Regions from separate parts of the Mus musculus genome. Here region 1 is linked to region 2. The links are chromatin contacts, called in public Hi-C maps. All regions are on one chromosome and are shown on one strand. The core of a region is the stretch at or near the end of the contact, and the rest is flanking DNA. Distances in the headings are between cores, read along the strand shown.

Region 1 (2,948 bases), core at 295-2,794, 330 kb after region 2:
TAAGCTCAAAAGCCTTTATATGAGATGCAAGATGCAGAAATGAGAGGATTCAGTACAGGGACTTTTTGTAAATCTGCCCTAATAATGTCAGGAATGGGGCCACTGAAGAGCCTGTTGAGCCCCATGTTGGCCTTTCCTGCAGTATACTCTGCATTTCCCCAACCTCTGGTCATCTTACCGTCTCCACCACAATTACAGTTTAAGCTCAGTTTTTTTCACCTTTATTTAGTATCTCTAGAATGTTCAGTATCTTGCAAAAAACACTGACACATAATCTCAGCTCCAATTGAAAGCTCCCAAAGCCTAGATTTGGAGTAAAGAAAAAGATAAACAATTGACAGCAAGGCTCCTCCAACTGACTGTATAACTAGATTAAAATTGATCCATCGCCAGTCAACTGTTTATCTTTTTCTTCACTTTTTCTTCTCTGGCCAGGTTTTACTGCAATAAATTGAGGGATGAGCATATTATAATACTCTTTTTTTTAAATTTTATTCTCTTTTTACAGTCCAGACTTTTATACCCCTCCCAGTCCACCTTCTGACTGTTCCACATCCCATACCTCTTCCCCCATCTCCAAGAGGATGTCCCCAACCCCCACTCCCACTCACCAGACCTCTTTTTATGTTAAAAATAGACATTTACAGAATCCTTTCATATCTATACACAACTAATTATCTCACTGGGACCCAGATTAAACACTGTCCAAACATTTTCTCACATCCAAAACATCATATATACTTTTATCTCAGGATGCATTTTCCTAGAATACGAGGTATTAATACTTAGTGTAATTTTCTGGAGCCTTGATGACCCTTAAAAGTGACATATGACAAGAGCAAAAGGCAACAGAAAAATAGAGCACAGTTTTGATGTGAGCATTCCACCCCTGTAACATATAGAGGAAGTACTTATTTAAGTTTTATCCATCCTCTTCAAAACACACCTTCAATCCATGAGTCTGGTTAGAAAAGAGCTAAGTGAAAGCCCCAGCTTAGATTGAATTCTGCACCTCCTAGTTTTTCATCATGGCTGTTTTAATTGCAGACCTTAGAACCCTTTAATTTCATCTTCTTGTTCAGTAAAATAGTCAGGTTCATAGATAAGGGGCTTAGGCAATGCTGATTTCCTACCATGAGGGCACCAAGCAACCCCACTAGTTACTAGAACCAGTCCTTGCTCAAAGTTCCTTAAAACATTAATGAAGTCAGGATGTCTAAGGATCTTAGACAGTCTTTGCTCTTCCTCTTATCACCTAAGCCTAAGAAATCCCACTGTGGAGACAAGGGCTTGACTTCCCCTGGTTTTTCCATTGCATGATCCTTCCAAGAAGCAATTGTCCTCCTTATGTGACCTGAGAAAAAAGTTCCCTTGTCACCTGTAGCTCGCCATGTGACAAGGGCACCAAACAGAGCAAAGCTGATGCAAGACTCTGGGAAAGAGAAACCTGCAGCTATGTTTGTGCAGGGAAAAAAAAAAATGACCCCTCCACTTTTAGCCAAGGTGCCTTCCTCTTTGTTTAGGGAACTATAAAGACAGGCACTCTTTCTGTGCTCATGACTTTCTGTCACCATGAGTGCACTTCTGATCCTAGCCCTTGTGGGAGCTGCTGGTGAGTTTCACTCTTTTTCCCAAGCTCTGTCTGTTCCACTGAATGAAATATATGAACTATCCCAATGCTGTCTCTTACCTATATTCTGATAGTCTCACCAGCCTCTCAAACCTTCTCCCTACTTTCCTGGCTTCTCATTCCTTGTTTTTCTCACTTAGCCTTTAATCTACTCTTGTCTCCAGTCTTCATTCTAATTGGTGCCAAGAGCAGGGAATGTTGAAAGGTGAAGCTAACAAGAAGGTTCCATAAAATGAGCCTGCATGTCCACTGCTTGACTCCAGCAGCTCTGTGATACTTCCACCACAGGTGTTCTTAAGGAAAAAATGTGTTTACAGACACAAAAAGCTTATTTTTGCTAAATATTCAACCATTAGAATTCTGATCCTATATGTCTTAGGTCTTGCCTGTTTAATAGGTCCATCTCTAAATAAACTTCATCTTACCAGTCAAAGTTAAGAAATACTGATATATTGGCAAGTTCATCGGCTATGTTTCCCTTGATAAGTCTAAGTTGTCTTGCATATTCCTTTCTATTCTTGATTCATTCTAAAGAGTTGATTTCTATGGGAAGCTAGCCTAGGTAAAAATTTTCTGTGAGACACTGGCCCAGGTAAAAAGCCAATATTCAGGTGGAACAGATAAGAAATACACATATATATAAATAAAGCAAGCAATGGGAAGAACTGACTTCTAATGGGATCCAATTAAGTGTTTTCTCAGGTAATTCTTGCTGTCCCATCACGGATGCTCAGAAGAGATCTGGGAACAGATCTAGTTCTGTGGGAACTATCTGTCTGTCCTACAGAACCTGATACTGGGAAGCCCTAAAATCTATGTTGCCTATTAGAGATAGAACGAGTGCAGCTTTCCTACACTCATGGTGCTCAGTAAGAAATCCTAAGGGTTTTAGCTGCCATGGAACCTCCAATACCCAGATGCATTTGCTTATTTTCATTTCCTATCTCCCATGAAGTTGCTTTCCCTGTGGATGATGATGACAAGATTGTTGGAGGATACACCTGCCGAGAGAGTTCTGTCCCCTATCAGGTGTCCCTAAATGCTGGCTACCACTTCTGTGGAGGTTCCCTCATCAATGACCAGTGGGTGGTGTCTGCAGCTCACTGCTACAAATAGTAAGTGACTAACCCCTAAGTAAGAAGCCCACGTTCTGGGAAATATTTAGAACACAGCACTTCGTCAAGTGGTGAAGTTGTAAGGTGAATGGGGGAAAGAAAGCCATGAGGAGAAGTTGCTGGCAGCAGTTAACTATTGTGAGCACTGTGGAAAATTTGATACAGAATAGGAAGGCTCTCATTTCCTCAACAAACTCATAAAA
Region 2 (2,910 bases), core at 46-2,545:
TGGTCTACAGAGTGAGTTCCAGGACAGCCAGGGCTATACAAAGAAACTCTGTCTCGAAAAACCAAAAAAAAAAAAAAAGGAAGGGCATATGGGACCAGGAACAAATACACTAGAAAATAAGCAAGATTTTAATACAAGAAATTACTTAGATTACAGAAAAATACATTTCAGAAGTCTGAAATAAGTGGAAATGTACAGTGTGGTCACAAATAAATGAGCCCGATAGTGAGATTTCCCACCCTTAGCATAATCATTTAAGTGTTTAGGACAACACTAAGTACAGTCACAAAAGGAAGCTCTCTTTTGTAAAAATTGGAGAAAACTAAAATTTAAGTGGATAAAAGAGGAGTATAGGTAAGATAACATTGAAAAACTATAAAGCAAAGTAATTTGCCCTGTGCTTTGAAAATTATTTTCAATATATAGCAAATGGAAATAGTCAAATAACAAAATAGGCATTTATAGATGAATTTAATATGTAATAGAAATGTCACTGCAGATAAAAAAGAGAGTGTTGTGGTATACTATGAACTAATCTAGAACAAGTGGTTTAGCCTACAAGAAATGATAAATTTAAACCTTTCTTCATGGGCATAAAACAAAATACATTACAAATGGATTAAGTGCTTAAATGTATACTCAAAATGTTAAGTACCTTGGTAGATAATCATGAGGTTGAATTTGGAGAATCTCTTGTAAATAATACAAGCGTGTGTATAATTAAAAAAAATGTAATTTCAACAAATGAAAACTGTAACAAAAATCATTTCTTTTTTTTATACTTTTTATTAGGTATTTTCCTCATTTACATTTCCAATGCTATCCCAAAAGTCCCCCATATCCTCCCACCCACTCCCCTACCCACCCACTCCCATTTTTTGGCCCTGGTGTTCCCCTGTACTGGGGCATATAAAGAACAAAAATCATTTCAAAGAGAGTATAAATGCAAATCATGACTTGGAAAGAATAGCAAGACCACCAAAAGGAGTAATATGCAGGAGATACAAAAATACCATGAGTGAAAAAGCTAATCAGCCAAAACCTAAGGGACAAAGGGCCACTTCTAGGACAGACAAGTAGCCTATGAATGTAAAAGATATCAATCTCTTTGTCAGACACAAATAAAAATTAAAATTTTATTTTACCATGTGGCAAAACTTTAGTTTAATAGACAAAATTAGAGAACTACTGAACATCAGTTAAGCCAGGGATGTGGCTCATTAAACACACTCATAAAGTACTGGGATAATTATTTGACTCAGTTAATCCAGCAAGGATTTTGTCATGCTGTGTAAAGTTAATGTGGCTGTGTGTATATTTCTACAGTGAGAGGAAATCTTGCCATATGTACAGTCCAGAGCCATGTACAAGACATGTAAAATATTGTTTGTAGTAGTAAAGATTCTACTTTGATGAAATTATCAAGAATGGTTAATGACCTTCAACAAATGAGTATAATAGGATGCTAAGTATGAATGGGAATGAATTGACTACGATTGTTCATACCGAAATGAATCCAAACAGAAAATAACATCCTAGACTATACAAATATACAAATAGGATAACTCTTTTGAGACAAATTTAAGTGGCATATAACATTGCATGACATAATTCAATATTCATATGTAAGTATTAAAAACCACAATGAAAACAAATAAATGACAAGTTTACTATCTGCACATAACTGAGTGTGGTGAAATCTAAGACCATTATAGACTCAAAACTTCTCAGCCATAATCTATCTCTTCAGCTCACTGTTTAAGTCTGAAAGATTCTCGAATTCCCGGCCAATGCACCAAATGAAAGATTTTCGAATTCCCGGCCAAATGAAAGACCCTCGAGGGGAGACCCTCACTCAGACACTCAAGTCCCGGGACAGCCGCGTACCCAAGAAGACACTGAGACCATACATAAAATGTAGAAGGCAAGATTTAATAAAGTAGCAACATGAAAGCACACAGACCAGAGCTCTGGGGTCGAAATAAAGCAGCAACATGAAAGCACACAGAGCTCTGGGGTCGAAACTCATACACCTTTGCACAGGGTAGAGGAGTCTCGACGACGACTCAAATTTTTCACAAGCTTTTAAAGGAAAAAACCACAAACTGGGAGGGGGAATGGGGAGGGAATAGGGGAAGTTTAACAACCACAAGTTTACTCAACCAAAGAGTCATATCCTGTGATTGGCAATACATCTGGCCTGTTGAAACATTCTGTGGTTGTTCCAGAAAATGTTTTTCTCAAGTATGTTTTCCAGATGGGAGGGGGTGGGCTCCGAGGTGAAAGTTCATGTTCTCACAAGAGGCCAGTAATTTTTCATTCTTCATTCCCCACTTCTTCTTGTAAGTAATTCTAATCTTAGAATTTCAGAAGTCTATATCTCTATGTGGAGAATACTGCATTTACTCTATCTTTAACATGGGAACAAAAACAGAATAAGGCGGATTAGTAAACAGAACTAGGCAGGGACCCTTTTAGTGAGGCTTGAGGGTCTCAGCATGACGCAGGTGTACGTAGATCAGATCTCTGGCTGGAACTGGTAAGATGTCCTTGGGGTACCCAGCTCGTTCACTGTAGCCAGTTGTGACCAGACTTTTTTCTGCACCACCTGTAAGCCTTTTAACAGTATACAGATCATTATTATAACAACATAGGTTTAAACACATTATTTAAGACAGTGATGGGCATAGGAGCCCCATAAAGGATCTTAAAAAGAGTAAAACCGAATCAAGAGTGAGTATTCTCAGTTTTAAATAGGGCAAGGGGAAGGGGCACCAAGTAAGTCTGTGCCAGTCTCTAGGATTAATTTTGTCAAGGTCTGTTTAGAGTTTTATTTATTCTTTTTTATCTTTCCTGAGCTCTGAGGTCTGTACACACAATGGAATTTTTATTTGACCTCTAAATACTTGG

The links. A called contact is a pair of places that touch in the nucleus more often than the background predicts.
Region 1: a Hi-C map of CD8 T cells shows a contact between it and region 2, with 5 times the contacts expected there. The contact joins the promoter of Prss2 here to the enhancer-like site in region 2. A contact is called at or near these places in 19 of 39 promoter capture datasets (the 3T3-L1 cell line, the C10 cell line, the HPC-7 cell line and 12 more), 4 of 15 datasets of contacts at CTCF or cohesin (CD8 T cells, large pre-B cells, pro-B cells and 1 more), 63 of 484 Hi-C or Micro-C datasets (the AML12 cell line, B cells, the C2C12 cell line and 35 more), 3 of 115 datasets of contacts at active chromatin or transcription factors (CD8 T cells and bone marrow-derived dendritic cells) and 4 of 9 other capture datasets (adipose tissue, embryonic stem cells, liver and 1 more).

What each region holds. Positions count from the first base shown.
Region 1 is chr6:41,520,232-41,523,179 of GRCm38.p6, forward strand. It overlaps Prss2 (protease, serine 2), which reads left to right and starts at 1,545. Exons shown (of 5, transcript NM_009430.2): 1 at 1,545-1,612; 2 at 2,586-2,745. The coding sequence starts at 1,573. It also overlaps Tcrb.
Region 2 is chr6:41,195,381-41,198,290 of GRCm38.p6, forward strand. It overlaps Tcrb. Among named protein-coding and RNA genes, the nearest start is that of Try4, 110 kb to the right of the region's middle. Within about 2 kb of position 1,296, at least 10 of the 459 cell types and tissues checked have an H3K27ac peak or open chromatin away from gene starts, as enhancers often do. A contact at or near this core is called in CD8 T cells, Th1 cells and group 2 innate lymphoid cells, where this site is marked.